Regions from separate parts of the Mus musculus genome. Here regions 1, 2, 3 and 4 are each linked to region 5. Evidence: chromatin contacts called from public HiCAR-type, Micro-C and promoter capture Hi-C data. All regions are on one chromosome and are shown on one strand. Each heading gives the region's core, a stretch centred on a gene start, on an enhancer-like site or on the middle of the called end of the contact. The rest is flanking DNA. Distances are from core to core; before and after follow the strand shown. Region 1 holds the start of Pole4 (polymerase (DNA-directed), epsilon 4 (p12 subunit)). Region 2 holds the start of Emx1 (empty spiracles homeobox 1). Region 3 holds the start of Hk2 (hexokinase 2). Region 4 holds the start of Rab11fip5 (RAB11 family interacting protein 5 (class I)). Region 5 holds the start of Paip2b (poly(A) binding protein interacting protein 2B).

Region 1 (2,700 bases), core at 188-2,687, 1.2 Mb before region 5:
TGAACTCACCTTCTAGAAAAGCGAATTCATCCACAGCTTCTATTGCATTATCTGAAACACAAGGTAAAGGGATACTTGATTGGCTCTTGCCATTCAGACATCAGACCCAACATGGAATTTTATGCAAATGACATCACTTACAAACTGTAACCCAGAGGTCCTAAGATCCATCTTTACACTCACTATTCTTTTAACTGTCTCACCTCAAAAGCCAGCGAAAATGCTGTTCAAGGCATCCTACAATCCTGTCTTATTCCAAAATTCACTTTTCTCTCTACTCTAAAGACACTAGAACAAGGCCGGGCGTGGTGGTGCACGCCTTTAATCCCAGCACTTGGGAGACTGAGGCAGGTGAATTTCTGAGTTCGAGGCCAGCCTGGTCTACAGAGTGAGTTCCAGGACAGCCAGGGCTGCAGAGAAACCCTGTCTCGAAAAACAAAAACAAAAAAAAAAGATACTAGAAAAAGAGTTTGGCAGCATAGAAGGGAATGAGAGGTACAGTCTCTAAAGGCTTACACATGTGGAAGGGTTACCAGGTAGACAAATAAACCAAAAGCCAAATTTCCCCTTGCTTCAATGATGCCTTGTGAAACAGCTATAAGAAAGCCCAGCCCATAGCTCCCCTGTCCACCCTGGGGTACCACAGCGACTCTACCCAAATCTCTCCTCTGGAGAGTTTTCCTCTTTCCTTGTTGAGCACAGCAGTAGGCATCTTTTGCGATAGTCTCCACGAACAGTTCCTGCAACAAAAAAAAAAAAAAGCAAGCAGAGATTAGTGGACTCTAGCCCACTGAGATGAGCAATCCTGTGTAGACGTGGACAAGAAGGGTAAAGGGGGAACTCTACCACACAGGAAAGTTCTAGAAGCTACCATTGTACTGAACTTATGAAAATACTTCTGCTATCCCTCTCCATAGCTCCAATCCCCCTGCTCTAATATCTCCAAATCCACCCTACTCATTCATTAGGATCCCCTTCAAGTTCTGTGTGAGCCGTGGGAGCCATGCAAACTAAATTTGCGTGGGTCCTCGTGAAGAGGAGAGTGGCTAACCAACTCAAACGGGGCCCACAGAGGCCTTCCTAGGTCTCAGTCAAGTCAGGTCGGCGTACCAGGGCCCGCCACGCCCCCTAGCGCCACGCCCCCTAGATGCCACGCCCCTTTCCCCGACCCAGGCGCCCTTGCTTCCCCGTCGCACCGCGGCACGCGCCAGGATAAAGATGGCTTCCTGTCCCGCCAGCGTTACGTCAGGGTCTGCCTTCACCAAGGCCTTTACTCTCGCCAGAGGCAGCCTCGAGAGGCGAACTCCCCCGGGTGCACTCGTCGGGGCTTGGGCCTGCGAAGCCGCTGCCTCCCCTCCGGGAGCCTCTTCCTCTCTGGGCGTCCCGCTCCCAGCAGCCGCCGCTGCCGCCATCCCCTCCCGAAACGTGTGGCGCGCGGTCGCTGACTGAGCGCGCGCACGCGATTTCGGCCCCTTTCCCGCGCCGGGTAGAGACCACGCCTCTCCGTGTGGGCGTGGCCCCACCCTCACTAGGCGTGGCGCGCCAGAACCGCCCCCTCTGACTCCGGGGTCTGATGTACTCTTCCGGGCGGCCACAGCCTGGAAGCGGCCGGGCGTGGCCTAGCTGAGCCGGAAGTCCGGATGCTTCTCTAGAGCCTCAGTAGGTGCTGAGTTTAACCTCTAGGCCAACAGGAGGGGAACCCGTGGGTGTCCCCACAACGCTGCCCCGCGCAGCGACAGACCCGGGCCAGCGCCGGGGATCATGTTTTAGGTGGAATGGGACGTTTGACGGGCAGAATTGGAAGTGCGGTTTAGTGGGAGGAAACCACTGCAAAAAAGGCGTGCAGACACGGAGAGCAAGTTTTGTCTGTGGTTGGTCAAACAAGGGTTAGCTCAGAACACTGATCTCCTTACTCAAAACAACAAAACTAAAAACTGTGTTCTCTAGGAACATTAATTGCATAGGGTTTATGTTTTAAAATACTAGTATGTAGTGTTGGCAAAACATTATCATGACAAGTAACTTTTCAAAAACAAAAATTGGCGGGGCGGTGATGGCACACGCCTTTAATCCCAGCACTTGGGAGGCAGAGGCAGGCGGATTTCTGAGTTCGAGGCCAGCCTGGTCCACAAAGTGAGTTCGAGGACAGCCAGGGCTACACAGAGAAACCCTGTCTCGAAAAAACCAAAACCAACAAAACAAAACAAAAACAAAAATTGATGAGAAAAAAATTAATGTCTCCTTTAGAAAACAATTTGATCGTCTAGCTGCTTCTCAACATTTTACTATCTGTTTTTTTGCATAGTTATGGAAAATTCCACTGCACCTTCTTGAGAGAATGAGAATGACTAAGATTAAGATAACTTTTACCAGGTGTGGTGGTGCACGCCTTTAATATAAGCACTCAAGTAGCAAAAGCACATCATGCTCTTTGAAACCAGCCTGGTGTACAGAGGGAGTTCCCAAGCCAGCGAGGACGACATAGTAAGGCCCTATCTTTAAAACAGAAAATCGCTTTGACCTCGCCGGCCTCTGCAAAGGATCTCCAAGAAGCCTCTCCCTGCCTCTTCTTACCTATGAGTTCTCATACCGAACCAGAGATCTGGCATGGAAGTGTGGCAAATATTCGCAATAGGCAAGAGAGACAACTCAGTAAAGTGTATGCTGCTCATCAAGGACCTGAGTTCGAATCACCAGAAC
Region 2 (2,700 bases), core at 78-2,577, 1.4 Mb after region 5:
TGGGACACTGGCCCGCGGTCGCAGGTCGCAGGTCACACGTCCAAGAAGCTAGGATGCCACTCCCCTCCCCCCAAGGACCACTGGCCTGTCCTCTGGAGAACCACGCGAACAGCAAGGCCAGCTCCAATTTAGAATGCAGTGACCCAAAGACCCCATTTTGGCCTTGTCGTCCAATACTGACGCCCAAGGAAAGGAAATCACTCTGAGCTTAAGCCCCGTGGTCCAGTGGGAGATGGTCGCAGCGCGAGGGAGGGAGGGGGAAGGCTGGCAAAACCGCTGCATTGGAACCCTTGCGAACTGCCGCGGGAGAGCTGCGGAGTGATGGGTTATGTCGCTCCTCCCCGGACAGTGCGAACCTGGCCCCTGAGAAAAGAATGCATATCCTGTTTGAAGCACTGTTCCCCAAATCCATAAAAATGTGAAATTTCAGAAACATAACCGCAGCTTCAGAAAACAGCTCCGGAGGCTGATGGTGGGTGAGGGGAGAGCTCTCTTAGGTTAGGCGAACGTAGACCAGGTTCTCTGGAGAATCTAGGCTGGACCCCAAACACCCATCCTAAGCTTGTATCCAAGTTCTCTAAGAACTGAAACGACATCCCAGGGCGAAGGGAGGGGGTTCAACTGAGGTACGTGCTTGAAGAGGGTTTGGTATATTTCCTCAAGCCCAGGCTTTGTAGATGTCCCCCTCAGAGCAGAGTGTGGCGGAGGCTAAAGGACCAAGTCAGAAAATCAAGATGCAGAGTGGAGGGTAGGAGGAGGACACTAGATCAAGCACCAATGCTCCAGTCCGGCTTTTGCCTCCGACTGGGGACCGTATTCCCCCACCCGCCATCCATCGCCCCGCCCCGCCCCGCCCCCCACCTTGGGGCAGGTGAGCGGTGGCCAATGGGGGAGCGCGGGGCAGGTGCCCGCTAACTCTCTCCTCGCAGAGCTGCAGCCCAGGCCTGGCCCGGCAGAGCTAGAAAGATCACGGGCGGTGGTCGGTCACAGCTTGATTAGTAAGGGAGAGATCCAGGAGGACCGCTGAAGCGGCTCTCAGTAGCACAGGCAGCCCGCGCCCGGGCGTTTGAGAGGAGCTGCCTGCTGGGCCGCGGGGACCACGCTCCAGGCGGTGCGCAGTGGCCCAACTCGGTGTTAGGGCTCTCGCACGCCCCTCGCCGCCCCGCTCCTGGCTGGTCCGCAAGGGCCGAGCGCGGGCGGGTGGGCGGGCGGGGGAGGTGAAGGGTGCGGGCGTGAGTGCATGTGCCAGGCTTGGTGCACACCCCGCACGGCGGCAGCGCCGGGGCACCGAGCGTTCCCCAGAGCCCCGCTACCTCACTCCGCTTCGGCGGCCGCGACGATGTTCCAGCCCGCGGCTAAGCGGGGTTTCACCATAGAGTCCTTGGTGGCCAAGGATGGTGGCACCGGCGGGAGTCCTGGCAGCGGGGGCGCGGGCTCCCATCCACTGGCTGTGGCCGCATCAGAGGAACCGCTCAGGCCCACGGCGCTCAACTATCCTCACCCCAGTGCGGCCGAGACGGCCTTCGTGAGTGGCTTCCCTGCCGCTGCCGCTGCGGGCGCCGGCCGCTCGCTCTATGGAGGGCCGGAGCTGGTGTTCCCAGAGGCCATGAACCACCCGGCTCTGACGGTGCACCCGGCACACCAGCTGGGCTCCTCCTCGCTGCAACCCCCTCACTCTTTCTTCAGCGCCCAGCATCGGGACCCTCTCCACTTCTACCCCTGGGTGCTTCGGAATCGCTTCTTTGGCCACCGCTTCCAGGGTGAGTGTCCATGCCGTGTTCGTGACCCGGGGATGCGGGGGGAGGCTAGGCGCGGCGGCGGGGATGTTCAGAAGTTGTGGGGGGACAAGGCTTAGGGATCAGCCTGGACTGTGCGCAGGCGATTAGCCTGTGGTCTGCTGCGTTGGTCTCCCACCCAAGAAGTGAGGTTGGGACCGCCACGCTTTTCAAGGAATAAAGCCAATTGGAATAGAAGGCCGAGAGCATCCTAGGAGCTTTTTCAGACCCTCCAGTGGCCAACCTTAATCTCCTTTCCGACTAAACCAGTCCCAACCCTGAAATGCTGGCCCTCTGCCCTTCCCGCGCCAGAGCTCTGAGCTGTGACCATACTTCGCTCTTTTGGTCACCACTACTCTTGGCGCGTCGGGGCAGGGGAAAGTCCACCTGCATTCGCTGGCTCTGTGAGAAGCAGGGCAGCGTGGTGCGTTCACTCGGATTTCTTGGGACGTTTCTCAGCAACCTTGGCCAGACTTTTCCCAGTTACATGTGCCCTCTCCGACCCAAAGTGGAAAAGGCTTGCGAAAACAAACCGGCTTTCTTCACCACTGACCTCCTCCAGGAGCCCACCCGGTTGCTAGAGCTCAGGACAGTCCTCTTGAGAGGGGTAGTGGCAGAGGAGGGCTTTTAAGGTCATATCTAGTCTTACCCCACCCCGTCTGCAGCCGCATCTGGTTTGCTAATTAAGACCCCTCCAAAAGCTTTAAACACGCACAAACACACACACACACACACACACACACACACACACACACACACACACACCAGTTATCTGACTTTCCTAAAGAGAGAGAGAGAGAGAGAGAGAGAGAGAGAGAGAGAGAGAGAGAGAGAGAGTTGTGTCCAGTGCAGATAATTTTCTTCCTTGGATGTGCAGTTTTCTTTTCTTTCATTAAAAGAAAATTTTGGCCTTGATTCCTATAGC
Region 3 (2,700 bases), core at 28-2,527, 1.1 Mb before region 5:
TGGGGATCGTGGGGTGGGAAGATGAGTCCATTCCGTGTAACTTTTAGTTCCAAATCAGAACATACTATCCAAAATCCGCCCTCAACTCGGCGGCCAGACACGGGGACGAGGCGGGGCGGTCCCCAGGAAGGTCTGCTGTGAGGGGGCGCCCCTTTCGAGCCTCAGTTCCGGGCAGTTCAGTTCCGGGGAGGGGGCGCGGCAGGCTAGTCTTTCTGCGCCCTTTCCCGCTCCTTCCTGGGTGGCTCTCTCCCCCACCCCACCCCCGATCCACCCCCAAGGAGCGCCACGAGGAACCGAAGGCCTCTTCAACACATCCTTAAATTCAAGAGGGCCGGGCCCCAGCTGCTACACGCTTCCACCCCGCCTCCTCCCCTAAGCAGGATTCTTCCCCACGTGCTCCTGCCGGAACTCGGGGCTGCAGAAGGGGGCTCCTCCCACGTGGGCGCAGCAGTCTCAGACTACGTGCAGGGCGGCCGTCCCATCAAGAAATTAGGGGCTCTAAGGGTGGGGAGGGTGCGCGCAGGTCCCGGGTAGGTGGGACTATCGATGGTGAGCGGTCGGGCCACGAGGGTGCCTAGCAGACGTGGCTTCTCGCGCGCAGGACTTTCCCAGCTACCCAGACTGGTTCCACGTCTCCAGCCCCGAAGGAGGAGGAAGCAGGTCCTCTGCGTGCTCCAGATTCCGGGAGAGCACGCAACTTGGTCCGAAGCGAGCCAGAAGCTCCCGCCCGTGCCGACTTACCTTCTGCACTTGGTTTTGGTTGAGCTCCGTGAATAAGCAGGCGATCATATGCGAGGCGATCATCTTGTTGCGGCGAGTCGGGGCCAAATAGAGAAACCGAGGCTCGAGCGCTACCGATGGAGCAGGCAGCGCTGTCCGACCGCTTTGAAACCAGGCCCGGGTGTCCGGCTGGGATCGAAGACTCCAGGAGCCACACAAAGAAGCTTAACCACGATGGCTCACCAGCTGAGGGCCTCAAGTTTCCAGAAACAGGGTTTTTTTTTTTCTTTTTTTCAATTTTTTTAATCACAACTACTAGAAGGTACCCTAAGTCTCACTCCTGCCGACCGGTCTAGCTGCTTAGCGTCCCGTCGCTAACTTCACTCACTGGGTCACTAAGGCTCAACTTCGGAAAAAAATGACAGTTCTGTTCCAATCCGGCGATCGCACCTATCAGAGTCACTGGCGTGATGCTCCTGCCCTCGGATCTCCAAAGCAGAACAACTCCGGGTAGCCTGTGGTGTCCTGAGACTCCAGCACTGGAGTTGGTGCAACAATGTGGCTTATTGAGGGGCTGCCGGCTCTTTGGGCCGCCCCGGACAGTGACGTGGATGTGCTCATTGGCTGCGGGAAGAGGGTGTGTGCGCTCTTCGGCTGTCCGCCCGCGGTCCACAGCCAATCAGCGCCTAGAGCCCGCGGGCGCGGCTGCTCCAGCACCCAAGCAGGCGGCGGGAGAGACGCGCCCGAGGCTAGGGGCGGAGCTGGGCGCCAGAGTTGGGACGTGTGTTCCGTGGCTAGAGCTCGGGACTCCAGGGCGCATGAGCCACCGCCGCGTCAGGCTCAGCTTCGGGTGGGGGGCGCGTGATCGCGGACCCAAGAGATGTTGGGCGACTGGAAAGACAAGTGATCGTAGCAGCACACGCCATAATCTGGTATCTGGGGATCATGTGAGGGGCTGCCACTGCCCTGTGACAAGTCTGAAGCACCGTGATTCTCATCTTAATTGTAGCTCAACGAGTCAGCGGATCCCTGAAGCTAAGCCATTACAAAAGTCAGCCCTTCTTAATATCACACCAATATAGCATATGGATTTTACTAACCCCGTTTTACAGATTGGGGAACTAGGCACTGTGCTGTTAGTGAGTTTTGCCCAAGGTCACACCCCTAACAAATGGTAGATGAAGACAGGAACACATCTTACTCTGAAATGCAATTCCCCCACCCCCGGTATATTATCCAGCCTTTCTTGAAGCCAGCAAAGGCTGGAGAGAAACTTTGTTTGTAGCTGGGACTGATAGATGGGAGGAGAAAGGGCACCTGTAACAGCTTGATCCTAGGCTCAAGTGGTGTGAAATGGTTTATAGATGCTGAGAAGAGCCCGCCTCGACCTCAGCTCATGCCTGACACCAGACTCTAAGTTGACATTTATGAGTAGACGCCATCAATATTGAAATAGCACCTCAGATGACATGAAGTTGGTGCTGGTGGAGAATGGAAAGCCAGGAGTTTGAAAGTTACATGGAAGGAAGATAAAGCCTACCATTTCCAAATAATCTCACTCCCCAAGCCCTCTCTCCACCTCCGGAGTGGCATGTGCCACTACTGGGGATCTAACATGGGACTTTGTGCGTGCTAGAAAAGCACCCTGCCCACTGAGGTACACCCCAGCCCTAAAAAGGCTCTGCTCCACTTTCTATGATGTGGTTCATCTATTTCCTCTCTGGGTGATCCCTCTTAGCGCCATCGTCAGCAGTTACACCATCCGCACACAGGTAACTCACAAACCTAATCTACAAGCGAGGACTTTCCCCAGGGATTCTGGCTTTCTTAACCAGCTGTCATTTGTCATCCCTGTGGAGGTGACTAGTGTCTCACACTTAACATGTACTAGGCTGAACTTCCCAGGGTCACCCCCCCCCCTTTTACCAATTGTCTCCACAAATGACGTCACCATCCATGGTTTTCTCCCTGCTCTTACAT
Region 4 (2,700 bases), core at 144-2,643, 1.5 Mb after region 5:
TAACCCTACAAAGGACACACTCTGACAAAATAAATGTTTAACCTCCTACCCTTCCCAGGCTTTGGTGTCTCTGGCCTTTGAACCCAGCATTGGGGAGGCAGAGACAGTAGAATCTCTGAGTTCAAAGGCAGCCAGGTCTACATAGCATGTTCCAGGACAGACAGCGCTACGTAGAAAGACCCTGTCTCGAAACAAAACAAAACAATAAGAACTTTTCCTATCCTTTCTAGAGAAAATAATCCGGAGAACTGAGGGCATTATAACCACTGTCCCACTGACCCAAGCTGATTCAAATGTACCCTTCTTTACTCCGAGGTGGGCCAATGCTCTCAGTCCTGGTACCCTAAGACAGAGTCACAGAGTACGTCTATACGGTGAGGTGTATCCCTGAACGTTCAAAGGCCAAGTGTCCTGTGTAACCCCTGGGAAGGCTGGGGTGTCTCCCTTCAATCTTGCCTTGGAAGATAACACCTCACCTTCCTGCTTCTACAAGGTGAGACTTCCTCTCCACTACCTACAGGCTAGTCACCTCTTTGAGGAAAAGAAGGCAGACCCTGAAGTCTTTAAATTTCCCTTCTTGAATTCCCACAGCCTCAGAATCCCATTCCGAACTTTCCTTGGCCATGTACTGCCAACGCTTGGTCACTACACCAACTCCATCAGGCCTTCCAGGCCCACCAGGCTGCTGGGGAGACAGTCAGGGGGAATTGGGGAGGGCAGAAGGCTGAATGAGAAGTAACAAACAGTATACGGGTTTGTGTCCTTGAGTGGGAGGACCGGGTCCAGACGTCCCAACCAGCCCCGCCCGGTTAGGCCTTCAACCGTTTTTGTCCCTGCTCCCAGCGCCCCAGACTCACTGCGTGTGCTGGGCGCGGCCTGCGCGGAAGACCTCGTCCAGAGCTACGGTTGCCCGGCCCAGAAACTTGTCCACGCCGATGAGTGAGCGATGCATGGTGGTGAGCACGAGCTCGCAGGCGGCGTTGGGGCCGGAGGCCCAGGGCGCAGGGCCCGCATCTGCCTCCTGTGCCCGCAGCAGGCCGTCCAGGGCTCCAGGCGGTAGCTCGAACGAACACTCTTCGCACCATTCCGGGCAGCCTTGCGTCTTCTCCACTACCGAGGTGCTGTACTTCTCTCGGCCCACCTGGATCACCGTGTACGCGTCGCTGGTGCTGCCGGCGCCCGAGCTCTTGCCCCTCAACCCGCTGGCCCGCAGCACGGTCACCTGGACATGCGTGGGCAGCCAGCGGGAGGATCCGGCCGCCGGCTCAGGGTCCCGCACCAGAGCCATGGCGGACCCTGGGACAGAGTGACAGACGTGGCAGCCGCGGGATGCTGTCAGGAGCCGGCTCCCCCGCGCCGCCTGCAGCGCACCGACCGCCGCAGCTGCGGGCTGGCCTGGGCCAAGCGGGCCGCCGCCTCCCCGCCGCCCCGCCTCCCGGGCGGCCGGCCGCCCCGCGACGTCACGCCCCGCCTAGGCCCAGGCCAGGCCCCGCCCCCAGTTCCACCAGCATATAGCTGCCTAAGAGCTAAAGAAACCCAGAGAGGGGCGCGGCCTCTGCAAAGATGTGGGCGGGGCTTTCTCACTGGCCCAGCCCCTCTGGGGGAACCTCAAGCTCCCGCTGCTCTTCTAAAAGGTGACCGGTGCAGAAGGGCGCGGCCTCTGCGTGTGTTGGGGGAGAGGATTGAGATCTGGCCATGCCTTAATCACGACCGGATTCGCTTGTGCACAGTGCGGAACTGCAAAGGAAGAAATGGAGGGGGCTAGGGACGAAGGCCGCTTGCAGCCTCTGCAGAGAGGTGGGCGTGGTTACCACCATGGCCCCGCCCCGTTTAGGCAGCGACTCCAAGCTAGAGAGCCGAACCTCTCTGCATAACTATCCACCGCGCTCTACCTGGACAGTGTCAGGGTTTTCTGCAAGCTCCTGTACTCCTGAAAGCCCTCGCTGCTTCGAAGATCCATTCTGCTCGGCGTGGATTTGAGGGTAGATAAGATGCCTACTCTAGAGACCCCCTAAATCGCACATGCGCTCCCATTTTCAACTCTCTACATATATGTGATGACCTAGAGCCGCCGCTGGGAAATCACTGGAGTGGGACTTAAAACAATCTTTTTCTGCTTTGATTTTTCCCCCACTCCCTTTTTTTTTTTTTTTTTTTTTTTTGGAAACGGAGTCTCTTCTGGCTCTCCTGGAACCTGCTATGTAGATTACGGCTCGAATTGTTAAATTCCTGCCTCCACTGAGTGCTGGGATTAAAGGCGTGCCCACTGGTTTTAAAACTTTTGTGTGGCCAGGTGTAGTAGTGCTCACCTTTAATCCCAGCACTTCCACTTGGGAGGCAGAGGAGGAAAGATCTTTTTGAGTTTGAGACCAGCCTGGTCTACATAGTGAGTTCCAGGCTAGCTAAAACATTAGCCTTATATACAAACAAGGCAAACAGGGCCTTGTTGGTAGTAGACAAGCATTCTACCACAGGACTAATCTTCCACCTCTAAATCCATTCATACTTGCCTACTGTGTGTTGTGTTCTGAGAACTGCCAGCACACTTGTTTCATTATTAAGATAATGGTTAATAATTATGGATGCTGAATTTCAGCAAGAGTCGGCCAACAACTGACTCATGAGCTTTCTGTGCATGACCTCACTCATTCTTCAGAGCCACCCTATATGTGAATTTGGTTTCCCAGAAGGCAGAATTAT
Region 5 (2,700 bases), core at 60-2,559:
ACGACAAAAATCTTACCACAGCAAAACACAAGGAACTATATACTGTTATGTGCTACAAATTGGATAAGAAAAATAGTAAAGTAAAGCTTACAAACTCCACAACAGTGAATCTGATGCTAAACTACGACTTAATTTTCCTTTTTGAAAACCAAGAAAAACAATTCCAGATATAAAGCCAAGAAAATGACAACATGAGAACAATGCAATTTTGGATATGGATAGATATCTTATTCTTTCTCCCTTTCTGCCTAAAGTACTAGACGTATTCCAATACTCAATGTCCTCTGGCTTCCAAAATAAAACCCCTATTGTCTAATACTCCTCAACTTCTAAAATCTCAGTTAAAACTATGAGTGATAAGCTAATTTATTCGCAGTAAACGTCTGGCATATTTTTATTTGGGTTTGAGACAGTGTGGAAGGCCATCTAGAAACATATGGTTAGAACCACCACAGGAAGCCAAACACTGCCATACTATGAGGTATAAACAAATAAATTCTCTGTAAAGATAATGCTGAAGGTCGCCTCTGGGCTGTTGTAATTCTCTCAGAGGCTGTGTGTGATAATCACATATATCCCGTATCTTACGGACGTCCGGGATGACCAGGCCCTTCCTCATAGTGTAAATTAGTGCTCTAAGCTGGGTCAGAATCCCGTTCCATCCCGTTCCACGTAACAGATTTCAAATTGGTTGCTGCTGGCAAGCCTTTCCACCTGCATTTTCAGCAGTTTTGAGCAAAAGCACTTTATGAGGACAATGATTCTAGAAGAAGAGTGGGATTAGATGGCATTGAAGGGGAGGCAGAGAGAGTTTAAGCAAGCCCATTGCAGTTCCGAACCTTGCGGAGCCTGTGTTCAGCGTCGTCATCTGCCTCTCGCCTTCACCCTTCCAGGTGCCTACAAAAAGCAAAGTGAGAGGTGTTAGTTTCCGGGGGAAATGAGGCTGAAATCCTGAGGTTGAGAGTGAACGTCTCAGAAGGCGAGAGAGAGGAGGGGCGCCAGGAGGCGGCAGGTCATACGTAGCAAGGATGGTGAAAAGGGATGAGGTGAGAGGAGCTGGCCCGCGAGCGCCAGAGCGTCGGACGGCCTGGGCCCGGGCCGCGCTGGGAAGGGGCTGTGCGCGCTCCCGGGCAGCCCGCGGGTAGAGGGGCTGTGCGCAGTCCCGGGTGGCCAGACGATCCCAGCCCCGACGCCTCAACCCACCTGGCCGCGCGGACAACGCCGCCCCGAGGTCCGCACCACAGCACAGCGCCGCCTCCTAAGAGCGCGAGCCTCGGCGCACAAACGCTCGAGGTACCTCGGCCTCACACGCGCGTCTCGCCCCGCCCCCCAGCGCCATTCATTGGCTGCCGGACAACGCCCCGTCCATCTATTGGACAGCAGAGAATGCCGCTCACTTACCTGGTTTTGATTGGTCTAAATGTGAAACAATGCCCGCCCAGCTCTTTCAGAAGTTCCAGTTTTTGATTGGTCTTAGCGTCTGTCCATTCGCTCCGCCCTCGATGGAGACTCCCAGCTCTGATTGGCTGAAGAAGCATTGGTCACGCCTAGATTTCCAGGCCAAGGATGAATCACCTCCATGTTGGGGAGGAGCCAGAGTGCAAGGACTCCGGGTTTGTTTACAAAGGCTTCTGCTCCCGCTTCATCCATTGGCTAAGCTGGAAGCCTGTGTCACTTGTCTAGATCACTTTAGAAAAGGGAGTAGGATTCAGGGATTTCCTCATCTGTCCATTAGTTAGAGATGAGTTTTGAGAGCGGGAATTTGCTTCTGTGTTAAGTCGTGAGGTTAAAAATTAGGACTATTTGGGAGATTGGAAGAACAGAAAGGGTTGCTTCCACGTTTTTAGAAACAAATTTGACATTTTCAGTCCCAGCAGGCTCAAGATTGAGGCAGGAAAATCACAAATTCCTCAGGGCCAGCTTGAGCTCATATTGCGACCAAGTCTCAGAAAAACAAGACACACACTCACATTCACACACACACACACACACACACACACTTGTTCTGTCCTTTGGGTTTAAGATACCTTGTATTAGTTAGTTTTATGTGTCAACTTGACACAAGCTGGAGTTATCACAGAGAAAGGAGCTTCACTTGAGGAAATGCCTCCATGAGATCCGGCTGTAAGTCATTTTGTCAATTAGTGATCAGGGTGGGAGGACCTGTTGTGGGTGCTGCCATACCTAGGCTAGTAGTCCTGGGTTCTGTAAGAAAGCAAGCTGAGCAAGCCAGGGAAAGCAATCCAGTAAGTAACATCCCTCCATGACCTCTGCACCAGCTCCTGCTTGCTGACCTGCTTGAGTTCCAGTCCTGATTTCCTTTGGTGATGAACAGCAATGTGGAAGTGTAAGCTGAATAAACCCTTTCCTCCCCAATTTGCTTCTTGGCCATGATGTTTGTGCAGGAATACAAACCCTAACTAAAACAATATCCAAATTTTAAGTTATGTCCATAAAAAGAAGATAGGATATTGATGGCTGGAGTGGTGGATCAACAGTTAAGAGCATTTGCTGCTATTGCAGAAGACAGGTTCAGTTTTCAGCACCTCATGGTGGCTTACAACCACCAGTAACTCTAGCTCCAGGGAATTAGATGCCCTCTTCTGGCCTCCAGAGTACTGAATCCATATACATACTTGAAGTTAAAACACTCGTGCACATAAATCTTTTTATTAAAGTGGAATTAAAAATAAAAAAACT

What was found. Promoter capture Hi-C pulls out the DNA fragments that hold promoters and counts their contacts. A called contact is a pair of places that touch in the nucleus more often than the background predicts. HiCAR-type assays count read pairs that join an accessible place to other places.
Region 1: a promoter capture Hi-C map of pre-B cells shows a contact between it and region 5, with 13 times the contacts expected there. The contact joins the promoter of Pole4 here to the promoter of Paip2b in region 5. A contact is called at or near these places in 1 of 39 promoter capture datasets (pre-B cells) and 2 of 9 other capture datasets (adipose tissue and liver).
Region 2: a Micro-C map of embryonic stem cells shows a contact between it and region 5, with 6 times the contacts expected there. The contact joins the promoter of Emx1 here to the promoter of Paip2b in region 5. A contact is called at or near these places in 1 of 39 promoter capture datasets (hippocampal neurons) and 1 of 484 Hi-C or Micro-C datasets (embryonic stem cells).
Region 3: a contact with region 5 is called in a promoter capture Hi-C map of pre-B cells, with 2.2 times the contacts expected there. The contact joins the promoter of Hk2 here to the promoter of Paip2b in region 5.
Region 4: a HiCAR-type map of astrocytes shows a contact between it and region 5, with 4 times the contacts expected there. The contact joins the promoter of Rab11fip5 here to the promoter of Paip2b in region 5. A contact is called at or near these places in 5 of 115 datasets of contacts at active chromatin or transcription factors (astrocytes, embryonic hindbrain, embryonic stem cells and 2 more) and 1 of 9 other capture datasets (adipose tissue).

The regions. Positions count from the first base shown.
Region 1 is chr6:82,651,428-82,654,127 of GRCm38.p6, forward strand. Pole4 (polymerase (DNA-directed), epsilon 4 (p12 subunit)) reads right to left here and starts at 1,438. Exons shown (of 4, transcript NM_025882.3): 1 at 1,197-1,438; 2 at 656-740; 3 at 10-51. The coding sequence starts at 1,412.
Region 2 is chr6:85,186,604-85,189,303 of GRCm38.p6, forward strand. It overlaps Emx1 (empty spiracles homeobox 1), which reads left to right and starts at 1,328. Exons shown (of 3, transcript NM_010131.2): 1 at 1,328-1,760. The coding sequence starts at 1,340.
Region 3 is chr6:82,773,177-82,775,876 of GRCm38.p6, forward strand. Hk2 (hexokinase 2) reads right to left here and starts at 1,278. Exons shown (of 18, transcript NM_013820.3): 1 at 742-1,278. The coding sequence starts at 804.
Region 4 is chr6:85,373,241-85,375,940 of GRCm38.p6, forward strand. It overlaps Rab11fip5 (RAB11 family interacting protein 5 (class I)), which reads right to left and starts at 1,394. Exons shown (of 6, transcript NM_001003955.2): 1 at 858-1,394. The coding sequence starts at 1,288. It overlaps 4933423K11Rik (a long non-coding RNA gene), which reads left to right and starts at 1,614. Exons shown (of 4, transcript XR_869208.2): 1 at 1,614-1,982.
Region 5 is chr6:83,830,432-83,833,131 of GRCm38.p6, forward strand. It overlaps Paip2b (poly(A) binding protein interacting protein 2B), which reads right to left and starts at 1,310. Exons shown (of 5, transcript NM_146169.2): 1 at 1,204-1,310; 2 at 840-897. The coding sequence starts at 868.